Linked DNA regions of Neogale vison: region 1 is linked to region 2. The links are chromatin contacts, called in public Hi-C maps. All regions are on one chromosome and are shown on one strand. The core of a region is the stretch at or near the end of the contact, and the rest is flanking DNA. Distances in the headings are between cores, read along the strand shown. Region 1 holds the start of KRR1 (KRR1 small subunit processome component homolog). Region 2 holds the start of PHLDA1 (pleckstrin homology-like domain family A member 1).

The links. A called contact is a pair of places that touch in the nucleus more often than the background predicts.
Region 1: a Hi-C map of fibroblasts shows a contact between it and region 2, with 8 times the contacts expected there. The contact joins the promoter of KRR1 here to the promoter of PHLDA1 in region 2. A contact is called at or near these places in 2 of 3 Hi-C or Micro-C datasets (fibroblasts and muscle).

The regions. Positions count from the first base shown.
Region 1 is chr12:42,940,737-42,944,530 of ASM_NN_V1, reverse strand. It overlaps KRR1 (KRR1 small subunit processome component homolog), which reads right to left and starts at 2,286. Exons shown (of 10, transcript XM_044228327.1): 1 at 2,169-2,286. The coding sequence starts at 2,253.
Region 2 is chr12:42,488,728-42,492,880 of ASM_NN_V1, reverse strand. It overlaps PHLDA1 (pleckstrin homology-like domain family A member 1), which reads right to left and starts at 1,388. Exons shown (of 2, transcript XM_044226749.1): 1 at 66-1,388. The coding sequence starts at 1,282. The coding sequence ends at 92.

The sequences.
Region 1 (3,794 bases), core at 1,037-3,536, 450 kb before region 2:
TCCCAATTTTATAAAAGACATTCAGTCCAAAAAGATTCTGACTGGTCTAAGGAGACACAAAGGTGATTCAGTCTAGGTCTCCTTTCAGTGAAACAAAATGTCTCCCAAGGTCATAAATTGATCTCCCACTCATTTATTAAAACTCCTGGTCCCAGATTTTAGATTAAATCTAACAGCTATGCTTTAATTGAGTTCTCCTCAAAGATATGACCCAGAGGCCTGCACTGATCAGCATAAAGTAGGAATTAGGCAAAAATGCAATTCTTGGGCTCCAACTCAGACCTATCAAATCTGAATCTCTGGGATGAGCCCCAAGAATCTGTGTTTTAATAACCTCATCAGGAAATTCTTATGCACACTAAGTCTGAGAAAAGGGCCTTTGTAGTTCATGTTATCCACCACGGGTAAACTTGCTTCTCTGTCTTATACTCACATCTACTTTGTTATTTCTGGTTCAAATCACAGAGAATTAGCTACTCTTCATACACCACTCACTTCTCAAAATCCTTTAAAAAACAAAAAACCTCCAATTCTACAACTGTGATTACTTAAAATGCATATCTTACCAAGTCTCTACCAATTTAAACACTTCAGTAGCTACAAATTTAAAAAAAAAACAAAACTAGCAAACGAAATATACAGGAGTTTCACAATAAAGTGCAAATAGCTAAAAAAAAACATTAACGCGTTAGTAATGAAGAAAGTTCCAATTAAAACCCCCACCAGACACCATTTCATACCTACCAAAATCAAAGAAATTCAAAATGCAGATTTTTATCAAGTGCTAGTGTGGATGTAGAGCAATGAGAATTCTCATTCACTCATTTCCACTAGTGAAAATATAAACTGACACAACCCCACTTGGGAGAGATTTAGCACTACCTGCACATAACCTAACTTTCATGGATCTAATCCCATTTACATAATCTGGAGAGAACTCTTAACATGCAAACCAGGAGATACACAAAAAGACGTTTATAGGAGCACTGTTTATAATTAGCAAACAATGGGAGCAATCCAAATGTCCACCAACAGTAGAATGAGAATATAAATAAGTGTATATTCATAAAAGGAAATCTCATCAATATCAAATGAAAAGAATAAACTACAGCTACAAGTATCATTGACTCAAGAAGGAAAAAAAAAAAAACACCTTAGCCTAAGAAGCAAGAACAATGTCTACAGCCCTCTTACATTCATATACAAGTAAAAAACTGACAAAATCAAACCACTTTGTGCATTGGTAGTAAAGATGATGCAGAGAAAAGAAGATCAAAATGATTCAGGATGGTTACCTCATGTATTGTCTAGGAAAAGACTATGATCTGAGAGGTGCTCCTAGGAGGGTCTGGAGTATGAGGTTTTTTCTGCGTAACGGTATTAAGTGCTCCTTTCTCACAGTTGGGGTTTATTCTTCAAGCTGTACATGGACTGTACTCTGCTACGTTACACAATTAAAAGTAACAGAACCCCTTTAATACTTCCCTAACTCCTTTAATACTTCCCAAGGTTTTTAACGCTTCCAATAAGACTACTCGGGTCTTGGGCTAGTTCTTTATCCTCTCTTCCTGTCGTTCATACTGAAAAAAATGTATAAAACCACACTACAAAGACGGCAACTTCAAAGAAAGGCAGTCGAACATTAGAGAATGAGTCGTGTCGTCTAATATATTAGCCGTTTGACGAAAAGGAGTAATGATAAATATTCCAAAATTTCACTAACGGACAAACTAGCGTTAAGAACACGCCAGACAGCTCCTTCTCCTTATCTGTCCCACTCCTTTATTATCAGCGCTCACTCATAGGTATAACGACCTCCCACTCCTAGCCCGTTCCATCTCTCATTTTGTCAACGACTTGCAGCCACCGCCGCGAGAGTAAGGGCCTGCGGCACCCTCCGTAATTTAATGCTCTTCCTTTTCATTAAGACAAACTCTGCAGCATCTTTACTATGAAAGGCCTCCAGCGAAAGCGGCTAGGAACACGTGGCTGGCACCATACCTGCCAGTCGGTCCCGCAGGCCTGGCTATCATCCTCAATCCTCAGCAATGATAGCTACTCAACTTCACAGAACACACTCAGGCAGCACTGCAAGCCCCCAGCCAGCGAAAGAAAACAACTGTAACTCAATATCCAAAAATCAGATTTCAGTTCTCGCTCAAACTTACCTCGGTTCTCCGGCTTCGGCTTTTTCTTACGAAACTCACTTTTCCCGTCCGCGATAGCTTGTCCGTTCACCGAGGAGGACGCCATCTTGGAATTGCTTCCGGTGCTACCGGAAGTGGAACTGTTCTTAAATCCTACCGGATTTTGGTCCTGAAAATCTATCTACTAAATACGAGTTCCGTATAATTTAGAAGAGATCTGCGCAATCTCCGTGCGCGCGTACGCTAAAGTCCGCATTATTTGCACAACTACAAGTGCTTCTCCTGCGTAGCCAATGGAGAGCTGGAGACTTCTTTCCCAGGATACATAGCAACACGGAGTTTAGCTGCATGCTGGGAATGGTAGTCCAAGACTATAGGCAAGCTGGAAACCTTATTACCGTAGTTTTCTCTCGTCCCGATATCTTACTTAGGACCCCGAACTCCAGGGTTTGGCCACAGAGTGCAAGCGGTCTAACCTTGAAGTCACTCACTCATTCATTGATAATATTTATATGACTGTCAAGTAAGTGCTAGGTCTAAAGACGAAAATACATGATCGTTCACGGCAGGGAGTGACAGAGCTACCATTTATTGTTAGACTACGTTGTGTCGGCAGTTTATTTGCATTTCTAATTCTTAACATTAAAACAAACAAAATTCTCTAAGCTTGTTAATTTTTTGTAAGATAAGTTTTAAAAGTCTTTTTTTCTGATGGTAATTCCCTAAAGTCGTTCTAAGCCAGAAGGATAATAACTGACACTTCGGGGTGGTTCGCCTCACCTAAGATTTCCCAAACACCTCAAGACGTGAAGTTCATCACTACTACAAATTTTCACACTTCTAAAAAATCAAAAAGTGGTTAGACTGAAGATGAGACTTCTTTTGATGACCGATCTTACTATTTGCCATTTCTAAAATTTTCTGCAGCACACTTAAGGAAAGTCTTTGATACGTTTTATTTCTTGGGTTAGTGAAACTAGAAATGTTTATGTGAAATCCACCCTTGTGTGTCTTCTATAAAAACTTAGATGTACATAAGGTACATATATAAAACAGACTTAATTAGGGACAGAGGGTCCCAAGACACAGGATTATGTTAAGACACCCCCCCCACACACCCCGGGCTCCTGGTTGGTTCAGCCAGTTAACTGTCTGACTCTTGGTTTCAGCTCAGGTTATGGGTCCTGAGATAAAGCCTCAAGTCAGGCACTGCACTCAGCGCCAGGTCTGTTTGTCACCCTGCTCTTCCCCTTCTCACACACACTCTCCCTTAAAATAAAAAAAATAAAATCTTAAAACAACAACAAAAAAAAGAGGTATGTCCTTTTTTTTTTTTTTTAAGATTTTATTTATTTATTTAACAGACAGAGATCACAGGTAGGCAGAGAGGCAGGCAGAGAGAGAGAGAGGAGGAAGCAGGCTCCCCGCAAAGCAGAGAGCCCGATGTGGGGCTCAATCCCTGGGATCATGATCTGAGCGGAAGGCAGAGGCTTTTACCCACTGAGCCATCCAGGCGCCCCAAAAAGAGGTATGTCTTATAAACAGCAGGCCATGATCTCATCCCTATATTGTTGCAGTTTACTCAAAAAGCAACAACAAATCCTGGGGCTCCTGGCAGGCTCAGTCAGTAGAGCATGTGACTCTTGA
Region 2 (4,153 bases), core at 139-2,638:
GAGATCTACTCCTGAGACCTTCTCCTCGGAAAAGCCCTTAGTAGCCCGAGTTGCCGGGACCTTACCTTGTCTGGCCCGGGTGCTGCCCCCTTCAGGCAGAGTTGGAAGTGCTGCGGAGAAGCCGGTGGCCGTGCGGCTGCGAGAGCGGCGGTTGGTGCGAGTGCGGTAGTTGTTGTGGGTGCGGGTGCGCGTGTGGGTGCGGATGCGGATGCGGGCACGGGTGGAGCTGCTGAGGCTGGGGCTGAGGCTGGGGCTGACGCTGGGGCTGAGGCTGAGGCTGAGGCTGGGGCTGGGGCTGGGGCTGAGGCTTGGGATGGGGCTGCGGCTGAGACTGTGACTGGGGCTGAGGCTGGGGATGGGGTTGAAGCTGCGGCTGCGGGGGCTGCTGCTGAACCAGGTGCTGCTGCTTCTGCCGCGTGGACTTGACCGCCAGGATAGCCTGACGGTTCTTGTACTGCACCATCTGCAGCGTGATCTCGGCGTTCCAGCCCTGGTCCTGCGGGCACCGAAAGTCGATCTCCTTGCCCTCGGCCATCACCACAGTGAAGTACATATACTTGCCCTTGCGCTCCACGCAGTCCACGGTCTTCATGTTGGAAAAGTGCAATTCCTTGAGCTTGGCTGGCGGCTCGAGGCTGGCCACGGACGGCCCTCCCGGTTGGGACGGTTCGGCCGGCCCCTGCCCAGGCTGTTGCTGTTGCTGCTGGTGTTGCAGCTGCTTGGGCGGGATAAGCAGCAGCCCCTCCTCGGTGAGGATGCAGCACTTTTTCTTCCAGAGCTGCAGCAACCCGTCGCTGCGCTTCTCCAACACACCCTCCTTCAGCGCTTTGCAGCCACTGCTCTCCAACATCCTCCCGGCATAGGGAGGAGCGCCGCTCGGCTCGGCCTCTCCACTTCCAGCCGCCCGAGCCGGGGGCAGCAGCAGCAGCCGCGCGCCGTCCTCGCCCCAGCGGCTCCCGCGGCCGCCCGCCCGGAGGGGGCAGAGGAGGCTAACACGCAGGAAGCAGAGCGGCGGCGGCGGAGGCGGCGGCTCAGGGTCCCGGCAAGCCAGCAGCCGCGTCCTGATGCGCCACAAGGTCCCGGAGCTGCGAACCTCCCGGCCTCTGCCGTCCTCTTGCGAGCGCTCACCGAAGGGCACTGGCCGGGCCCCCTCACGGCGCTTTTGAATGGGCCAGCCTCCCCACCCCCGAGTGACACCCAGCGGAAAAGGCGGCTCTTGGCGCCCGCACCGCGGGGGAAAGCCCAGCTCGGAAAGGCGCTCTGCCGCCGGCGCACGCCTCATTAACTTGGGGCCTTTCCAAAGCCGGGCGCGTCCACGCCCCCCCGTATCCCTTGCTCCGCCTCTCGCCGCCCACTCGCTTCCGCGCTCCTTCCAGGCGCTGGCTGCAGGGATCCGAGCCCCGGAAACTCCTCTCTGCCTGGGGCGACAGCCGAGGGCGCCCCAGCTGCCCGGGGACAAATGCCGACGTCCAGAGGGCGCCGAGAGGCCATCCTGTCGTCCCGCCTATCCCCGGCCGGTGGGGCTCTCTAACTGCTTCAGGAGACGAGGACGGGAGGACGGCCAGGAAGTACCTGGAAAGCCAAGCTATCTCGCTGCCCTCGGGAAGCAGCCCCGGGGATTCGCGATGAGCTCCGATGAGCTCCGAGAGCCTATGTAAATATCCCAGGGCACAGAGGCCGAGAGGATACGGGGTCTTTACACTCAGGTTTGCTTCCAGGCATTAGCTCTTCCTGGAGCGGAGAGCGATTGTTAAATCAGGGCAATAGGGCTACCGTCTGTCCCATCTGAAAGGGCTAGCGGAGAAGGGTGACCCATCCGCACAGACTGCAACAGTAAATCAACTGCACTTACAGACCCCAGGAATGTCCGTCCAGTGAGACACCTCACACTTTAAGGAACAGCTTAGCTCTCCAAACAGCCGACTGGGCTCCGCGGGTCTCTCTCTTTGGAAGAGCCTAACGGGCCAGATCGGTTTTGTAATCTCTTGCGTCTGTGACCTGTGGAAGGTAAGCTGTACTCGTCCCTAGCTCCCTTCTACTACTCTCGCATCTTTAAAAAAATCTGTATTCTAGCAAACAAGAGGGAATAAACAGCACTAATCGAAACCAAACCTGTTGGTGGGGAAATTCATCCATTAAGTACAGAGACCCCCGAGGGTGTACCGACCCTGAGGATATGAAGAAACACACTTAGAAGAAATAAATCAGAGCTGGCCAAAGAAGACAGACTGCTTCTTGTGCCCAAGAAAGGAGGGAGGACTTCCTATGGCTGAAACAAAGAATTCAAGTCAAGAAATGAGCGATGAGGTAGGGGAGCAAGAGTCATATCCTATGTGTCATGCTGAAAAATTCAAGGTAACTGAAAACACAGGAGAACTTTTAAACATGTCAGTATAAAACATGTCAGTGTAAGAAACATCTTAGCAAATAATCCAATTCCAGCACAGTCCTGAGTCCGCCTGAATTGCACTTGGCAGATTGTCAGAGCCTTCAATTCTTAATAGATTAGCAGTCTTTTATGGAGAAAGGCAACTATTAAAATCTTATAAAAATTTCTAGTAAGATTAGATGTTTTTAAATGAACAATTCTGTATACCAGTAACAACACTGTACCTAACATCAGTTCTTTCCCTGCCTTCATGGGACAAGTGAGCATTCCAGAGAATTTCTACATGACCAGCTGTTCATCTTTTTAACAGAATGCCATTCTTCAGCTCATGTAGAAAGGAGTGTGCAACTCAGAATCTGAGGGCAGGTGTAGTTGATAAAGACATTCCATGTGGAAAAATGATACAATACAAACTTGACTGGGTAAAAAACTAAGATGTAATCTTGAAATGCAAGCCATTTTCTTAAGAGAAAGTATGTTTGGTGTTATTTAACATTCTGCAGTTAATCAAGATGCAGCAGATTCATTCTAAATTACTTCAAAATGTCTGAAAACCAGCACGATTTTCAAAAGCACTTACTTTGTAACTAGGTACTTTACCACTCCGTTTCCAGCTGGATATTTCACTATGATTTAATGACTTTGTGAGCAGCTCAGAAGTCAGTCTACAGTGTGCCATCCTTGACCACAGTCCATCGATTATTGGAGATCTCAGATGTGTAGGAACCTTGTAGTTGAGGGACAACTTTGCTCTTACTTCAACAGTCACATCCAATTCACAAAAATGGCCATGTTAGCCATGTTTTTAAAAGACAATGAAATAAACTCACAAAAAAATTATAGGAAATAACTGTTCTGCCCAAAATATCACAACCTTACGCAAGATCACTTTCAAGTTACTAACGTTTCAAAAGCAAACTAATGAAATCACTGCTTTAGTAAACCAGTTTGAAAATGCAGACTTTAATTGCCTATGACATCTGTCTATATCATGTTGTGTATTAGCAGCATCTGACAGTTGATTAGCTTCCCCTCTTGGATACAGTTCTTCACTTGGCTTCAAGGACACAGCTCTTAATTTTCCTTCTACCACCCCAATCATGCTCAGTGTCCTCTGCAGTTTTCTCCTCTTCCCCTTTTAGTATCAGAATGCCCCAGAGCGCAGTCCTCGGTTCTCCTCTTTATCTACACTCATTTGTTGGGTCTCATCCTCTCATTTTTAGGAATGGGCCAGAGAGTCCCCAATTTATATCCAACTGCTTATTGACAAAGAATGAAAGAAAGGCTGTATTAACATGCCAGGCAAGAGAACACATACTGGTGAAGATATCCAGAGTAGTTCACTAGAGTTTATGGGGATCTTAGGCTGTGGAAAACAGGGTTTCTAGAGCTTTTGTTAATAAAAAAATTAAAAAATACTGCTCTGGATAGGATGGGAGTCCCTGGATGGAACTGGTTCAATAGGATCTGCAGTTAAAGCCATGTTTTTTGCTTTTTTGTTTTCAGTATTTTTTTGTTTTAACAGCCTTCAGTTTTATTATATTCAGGCCAAAAAGTTGAAAATTTTTTTACTGTTCTCTACGGTACTATTTGGATATCTAATAAAGAACTTAAATAGTACAGGCTCCCAAGTTATCTCTTCCCCTTGATCTGTTCTACCTGCACCCCCTTTTCAGTTGACGGCAATTCCACCTGCACAGTTGCTCAGGCCAAAAACCTTGGAGCAGTATTGCCTTAAAACAAGAGGCCCTTATCCAGAGCCTT